2 separate regions of the Mus musculus genome follow, and region 2 is linked to region 1. The links are chromatin contacts, called in public promoter capture Hi-C maps. All regions are on one chromosome and are shown on one strand. The core of a region is the stretch at or near the end of the contact, and the rest is flanking DNA. Distances in the headings are between cores, read along the strand shown. Region 1 overlaps Arhgap35 (Rho GTPase activating protein 35). Region 2 overlaps Vasp (vasodilator-stimulated phosphoprotein).

Region 1 (2,855 bases), core at 206-2,705:
GCAGGTACTTGCATGGAGGCTTTCCCAAGAGGAAATAGAAATAGATGGATTTAGACAATGGCAGAGTTGAGGTCTGAGAAGGCAGATACAAGCTGTAGGCCCCAAATTTTCCTTGAATGGCATGGACTACAGGAAATCACTTAGCCATGCTACTTGTTTTCTCATAAATTTAACATCATAGCTGCAGTGGCTGGCTTTGCTCTTCAGGGTCCTAAGTCACAGGGCAAGGCATAAGGTCAAAAGGGAAGCTCTGGATTTGTTGACAATGGCAGTACAGTGCCTTGCGTGCAGCTCAGAAAGGTATGCATGTTCTTGGTAATTTGGATCAGGAGAGGAGGTATTCTGACAGCCAAATGCATGAGGTCAATGTGATTTTCTCCTGCAGGTAGGTCAGCTGTTGTTTCGGAAGAGTGGGCTGGGCCTGTTTTCCTTCTTAGTCTGAGGGCTACAGCAGTGATAAGACGTGACTCACTGGTCTTCAAAAAATTACAAGCCAAGCACTTTCTAAGGAATGGTGGCTGATAAGGAGGAACTAGTTACTATTCTGGTCTGTTATCTAAAGGGAATCAGGAAGCTAGCATTATTTAGAAAAGTCTGTTTACTATATTCCTCATAGGAACACAACTGTTTTCTTATGTTTGGGCTTTCCACTAAGACATATTTTACAGTTTAAAGTTGCTCTTGAAGTGTTGAAGGGTGAACAGGTGCTGTATGAAACAAACAGACAGGCTCATAAAATCTGCCTGTGGTAAAGATGGAGTTTGTTGCTATAAATTAGTGGTGCTGGCTATCCTTGCTTTTTTGTTTTTCGAGACAGGGTTTCTCTGTGGAGCCCTGGCTGTCCTGGAACTCACTCTGTAGACCAGGCTGGCCTCGAACTCAGAAATCCGCCTGCCTCTGCCTCCCGAGTGCTGGGATTACAGGCGTGCGCCACCACTATTGAACTCAGGATCCTGCTATCTGCCTTAGCCTCCCTCAGCTTCAGCAAGTGTGCACCACCATGCCTTCCCTGAACTATGTCCTCCCCCTCACTTCCCCCTTCACTTCCCAGTCATACTGCTTCTAGGATTTTGGTTAACTTCTCCCACGCTGGCTGGGCCCAGGATGGCCCCAGGTCTGAAGTGACTTCTGGGACTGCCTCTGCTGGTCAACTTTCGGGCCACCAGCCCTCTCTGCCATGTGGGGGTTTTCAGTGAGAGGCTGCAGGCTGTGTTCTTCAGCAGTCCTCTTTAGTTAATCTTAAGAAGAATCTTAGGAATCTTTTCAGATCAACCCAATTTCTTCAGATTTTGCTTCTTATTTTTCTGCCCTTTACCCTCAGCCCACTCCCTTGACAGAGAGCCACAGGGTCATTGATTTAAGTATGGGAAGGAAATTACGGCCTTGAGCACAGGCAGAAAGAATCTGGCTCCCAGCACTTCCTGTGAGCCACCACTAAATTACATAGCTGAGGCCTGACAAGGCTTTTCAAAGGCACGTCCCACACCGCCACCGTGTCAGTGATCCCATCGAAGGCAGTTGTTTGTGCATGGCACTTGTTAAAAAAGCAGGTTGGACTTGGTCTTTACATGGAAAGCGGATTCCCATGAGGGTGAAAGAGCAGGATTGATGTAAGGAGGGAGCAGCAGGAGGATGCCCTTCTTCACTCCAGATCTATCCTGCTGTTTGTGCAAAGCACACTCAGAAGCCTTGGCTCCTTAGAGAGTGAAGGCTGGCAGCTGTGTGTACCAGGGCCCTGGCTAAACTGATACTTCATTCTCTGTCTCAGTTTCACTTTAGACTTCCAGGAGAAGGAAGAGGAGAAAGAATTTGAAGGAATAATGGCAACTTGTTTAACTCCCACCTTTAGTCACAGTCTTGGGATTTAGACTGCTAGATGTCTGAATATTTAGTGTTTTGTTTTAAAAAGCAAAATCATAGAACTGTAAGAGCATGTGTGCATGCATTTTGAGGCAGGGTCTCCAGGAGTCTAGACTGGCCTCTGGGGTTATATGCTTGAGCTTTTTTTCATCCTGGAATCTAGGATTGTAGGTATATGCCGCTGTGTCCAGTTTATTTGGGGGTTGAATCCAGGGTTTAGTGCGTACTAGCCAAGCACTCTGCCAACTGAGCTACATCCCCAACCCTCTTCCTCCCTCCTTCCCATCCATTCATCCATATCACCCAGGCCTCCCAAATGCTAAGTGTTACCACACAGTGTACCACAGTGCCTGGGTTTTGTATGAAGGCCAGGTTGAACTGGAACTCACATAGTTCTACCTGTCTCATCTCCAGAGTGCTAGGATTAAAGGTATGCACCACCACAACTGACAGCATTTTTTAAAATGTGGAATCCTAGCATATAAAAGCAGACTATGCTAGACTGTTCTCTTGAGGCTGAGTCCTGGTATGCCACCTCTTGAGCCTGAAGAACTTCCAGTTACATCCTTGGCTCCTCAAAGCATGGCTTCTGCACTCGCAGCAGTGAAGACTAGTGTTACCTGTTTGCCATGACCCTAGCAGGGTTCTGGAGGACAAGGGTCAAGAATATGGTAAAGTGGCCTATTAGAGTCCCAGATATACTTGCTAGCTGTATGAACTTCATTTGCATGTCTCCTAGAAAATTATATAAAGTGTATAAAGCTTACACAGTCTGAAAGTATGCCTCTGTGTCCTGGCTCAGAAAGAACCCCAAATTGGCTTTTTTACATTGTGAAAGATGATACTTAAGTAGTAGTGCCCTGTCCTGATCCATCCCATCCATCTGTCCATCCATCCCTACCCCAGAGTGCGTGTGTGCGTGCATGTGTGTGTGTGTGTGTGTGTGTGATGCACATGCCTTGGTGCATGTATGGCAGAGTTGGCTGTTTCCATAA
Region 2 (2,855 bases), core at 218-2,717, 2.7 Mb before region 1:
TATCGTATATATGAGTGTGCCCATGACTCCCCGGAAGAGAGGTCTCTCCTTCCACCACGTGGGTTCTGTGACTAGGAGTCAAGTTGTCAGGGTTAACAGCCAGCACCCTTCCTTACTGAACCATCTCAGCAGCCCTGAACTGGATTGTTGCTGTTGCTGTTCTCAGCCCTGGCTAGGCTGGAACTTAGAATGATGACTCTTCCGCCTCTGCCTCTCACATACTGGGATTACAGCCTTGTGCCATGTAATACATTCTGTCCCATGTTGTTTTTTTTTTTTTTTTTGAGACAGTCACTCGCTGTGTAGACTAGGGCGGCTTTGAACTCACAGAGATCTGCCTGCCTCTCTTTTTAAAAGTCTTGCTACATTTATTTATTCACTGTGTATGTCTGTTTATGTGGGGGTTAGAGGATAAGCTGCAGGACTCAGTTCTCTCCATCAGCCTTCACAGAGGTCTTTGGGATTAAATCAGGTGGTTCTGCTGGTACAAGCATCTCTCTCTGCTGAGCTATCTTGCAGGCCCCTTCTTTAACTTTCCAACCTCTCCTGGAATTTAGCAGTGGGAAGGGGTCCTGTTGAGTGGCAGAGTGTGAACTGTAGCTTGTCCTTGCTTGCCCCTCTGCAGAAGAAAAGCCACACAGGTTGGGGAGAAGCCCCCCAAAGACGAGTCAGCCAGTGTAAGTAGGGGGCTTTTCCTGCCCTATATTCCTTATGGTGTACACTAGTACCCTAGGGCAGGGAGGAGGTGTTACAGGGCTGAGCTGGCTTTGGACCTGAATATTGGCATAGAAAGGGTAGTTTATGATACTTGTATTTACCGCCAACAGGAGGAGTCAGAGGCCCGACTCCCTGCCCAGAGTGGTGAGTGATAGCCCTGTTCTATCCATAGAAACTATAAATCCAAGGACACATTGTTCTTGTTTTAAAAGCACTACAGGGGAAAATCTGTGAAAACAGTACTGGGGATTGTAGTTTTCTAAAATTCTTTGGCCTGGTGAGTTGAGTGGTGGTATGGTACTGTGGGGGCAATGCTTGTCTCTGATCTTTATTTGTTGCCCCACCCACCCACCCAGAACCTGTGAGAAGACCCTGGGAGAAGAACAGCACAACCTTGCCAAGGTAGGCTATAAATATTGGGGAGGAACATAATACAACCCCTGGGATAGGACCCTCACTCCTGCCCTGTGCCATCTCTTCAGGATGAAGTCGTCCTCTTCTGTGACTACCTCCGAGGCCCACCCCTCGACGCCCTGCTCCAGTGATGACTCCGACTTGGAGAGGGTGAAGCAGGTAGCTTGGGGAAATAGCTAGAAAGATGCCAGGAGAGACAGACCTGGCTCCAGAATGGTTCTAGGAAAGGCTGAGAAACCTCTTCTAGCCTGAGGAAAGGAGTTGGTGGGTGGGGCCCAGGGGACAGACGCCCACACTTTCCCAGTAGCTATAGCAGACCGTACCAGTCTATCACTCATTCCTGCTGAGTCCCCAGAATCCTCAGTGGCTCGAGCTATCCATCTCTAGTCACAGTTGGCAGGAGACTATGTACATTTGGCAAGCTTGCTCCTGGATGTTCTCCAATACTGTTCTGCTGGCCCCAAAGATCTAGAACTCTCCTGTAGAACATTCCCATCATTTTGTGACCTTGGCAGCTGTGTTAAAGGATGAGGGAAGGGTTGTTGAACCAGCTTTCTCTGTCTTCAGTCAAGAAGGAAGGGAAGAGAACCTGGCTAATCAGAAGAGTGCCAAGAACTCCCCTCCTCCCCACCCAAGTGAGGGGCTGGGGGCGTGGCTCAGTGGTAAAGCCTAGAATCCTCCAGAGAGGGGCTGGGGCGTGGCTCAGCAGTAGTGTGCTTAAGTAGCATTTAAGATGCCCTACGATCCGTCCCTGTCCCTGAAATAAAGTGGACTGTTTGGTGACTAAGCAGGTAAAGGTGGCTGTGCCACTCTTAACCGAGTTCTAGCCACAAAAACAACATGGTAGAAGAAGTGAATTCTTTCAAGCTGTTCTCTGACCTCCACCCCAGCGACGTGTATGTATGTACCTCACTCTTGCTTGCACATCCCTTACGCTCACATGCACACACCTGCACAAGCACACAAGCAAGTGTTCATGTTTAAGAACCTTAGATAAGTTGGAGTAAGAGAGTCCGGGACCACTCTTGATTGGTTCTTTCAGGAGCTTCTGGAAGAGGTGCGGAAGGAGCTACAGAAAATGAAAGAGGAAATCATCGAAGGTGAGGCACCTCTGTTGTAACGCAGGCCCTTGTGTTCATGGGAAGTGCCTGCCTTGGAAGGGAAGACAGTGGAGACTGGCCTGACTTGTGCCTCTCATTCCTTCCAGTCTTTGTCCAGGAGCTGAGGAAGCGGGGTTCTCCTTGACTACAGGGACCCAGAAGACCCATTTCTTCTTTCTGTACTTCCTGCCTGGCACCTGCTTTCCCTGCCTCTACTTGACCAAGAGTTACACAAGAATGCGTTCTCCCCCGCCAGCTCCCACTTGGAAGATTCCACGTGGGGTGTGGCTTCCTGGTGCCATGGTCACACCCACGCTGGCTGCTGATTGGATAAGGAGGTCCCACCCCTTTGTTTTCTTTGGTCCTTTCCCTTCACCATCCCCTTGGGGCTGGTTCCTCTGCTGGGGATGGACCGAGTAACCCCGCAGTGAGGGAAGGAAGGAGGGGTCTCACCTTCTCTTGTTCTGGATTCACTTTAACGCTTTAATGCCTTGGAATTTTTTTTTAAGAAAAAGTATATATATATATTTGGGTTTGGGGGCGGGGAAGGGAAATTTTTTTCTCTTTGGTTTTGATAAAAATGGGGTGTGGGAGTTTTTAAATGCTAGACCCCAGGCTTGTCCC

Evidence for each region. Promoter capture Hi-C pulls out the DNA fragments that hold promoters and counts their contacts.
Region 2: a contact with region 1 is called in a promoter capture Hi-C map of stem cell-derived epiblast-like cells, with 2.9 times the contacts expected there. The contact joins two enhancer-like sites. A contact is called at or near these places in 5 of 39 promoter capture datasets (the 3T3-L1 cell line, cranial neural crest, frontonasal cranial neural crest and 2 more).

Annotation. Positions count from the first base shown.
Region 1 is chr7:16,580,066-16,582,920 of GRCm38.p6, reverse strand. The region is part of intron 1 of Arhgap35 (Rho GTPase activating protein 35); the gene reads left to right. Among named protein-coding and RNA genes, the nearest start is that of Gm29443, 32 kb to the left of the region's middle. Within about 2 kb of position 1,455, at least 103 of the 459 cell types and tissues checked have an H3K27ac peak or open chromatin away from gene starts, as enhancers often do.
Region 2 is chr7:19,257,238-19,260,092 of GRCm38.p6, reverse strand. Vasp (vasodilator-stimulated phosphoprotein) reads left to right here. Exons shown (of 13, transcript NM_009499.3): 8 at 626-677; 9 at 828-861; 10 at 1,074-1,119; 11 at 1,200-1,290; 12 at 2,174-2,231; 13 at 2,339-2,855. The coding sequence ends at 2,376. Among named protein-coding and RNA genes, the nearest start is that of Gm38499, 9.2 kb to the right of the region's middle. Within about 2 kb of position 1,467, at least 61 of the 459 cell types and tissues checked have an H3K27ac peak or open chromatin away from gene starts, as enhancers often do.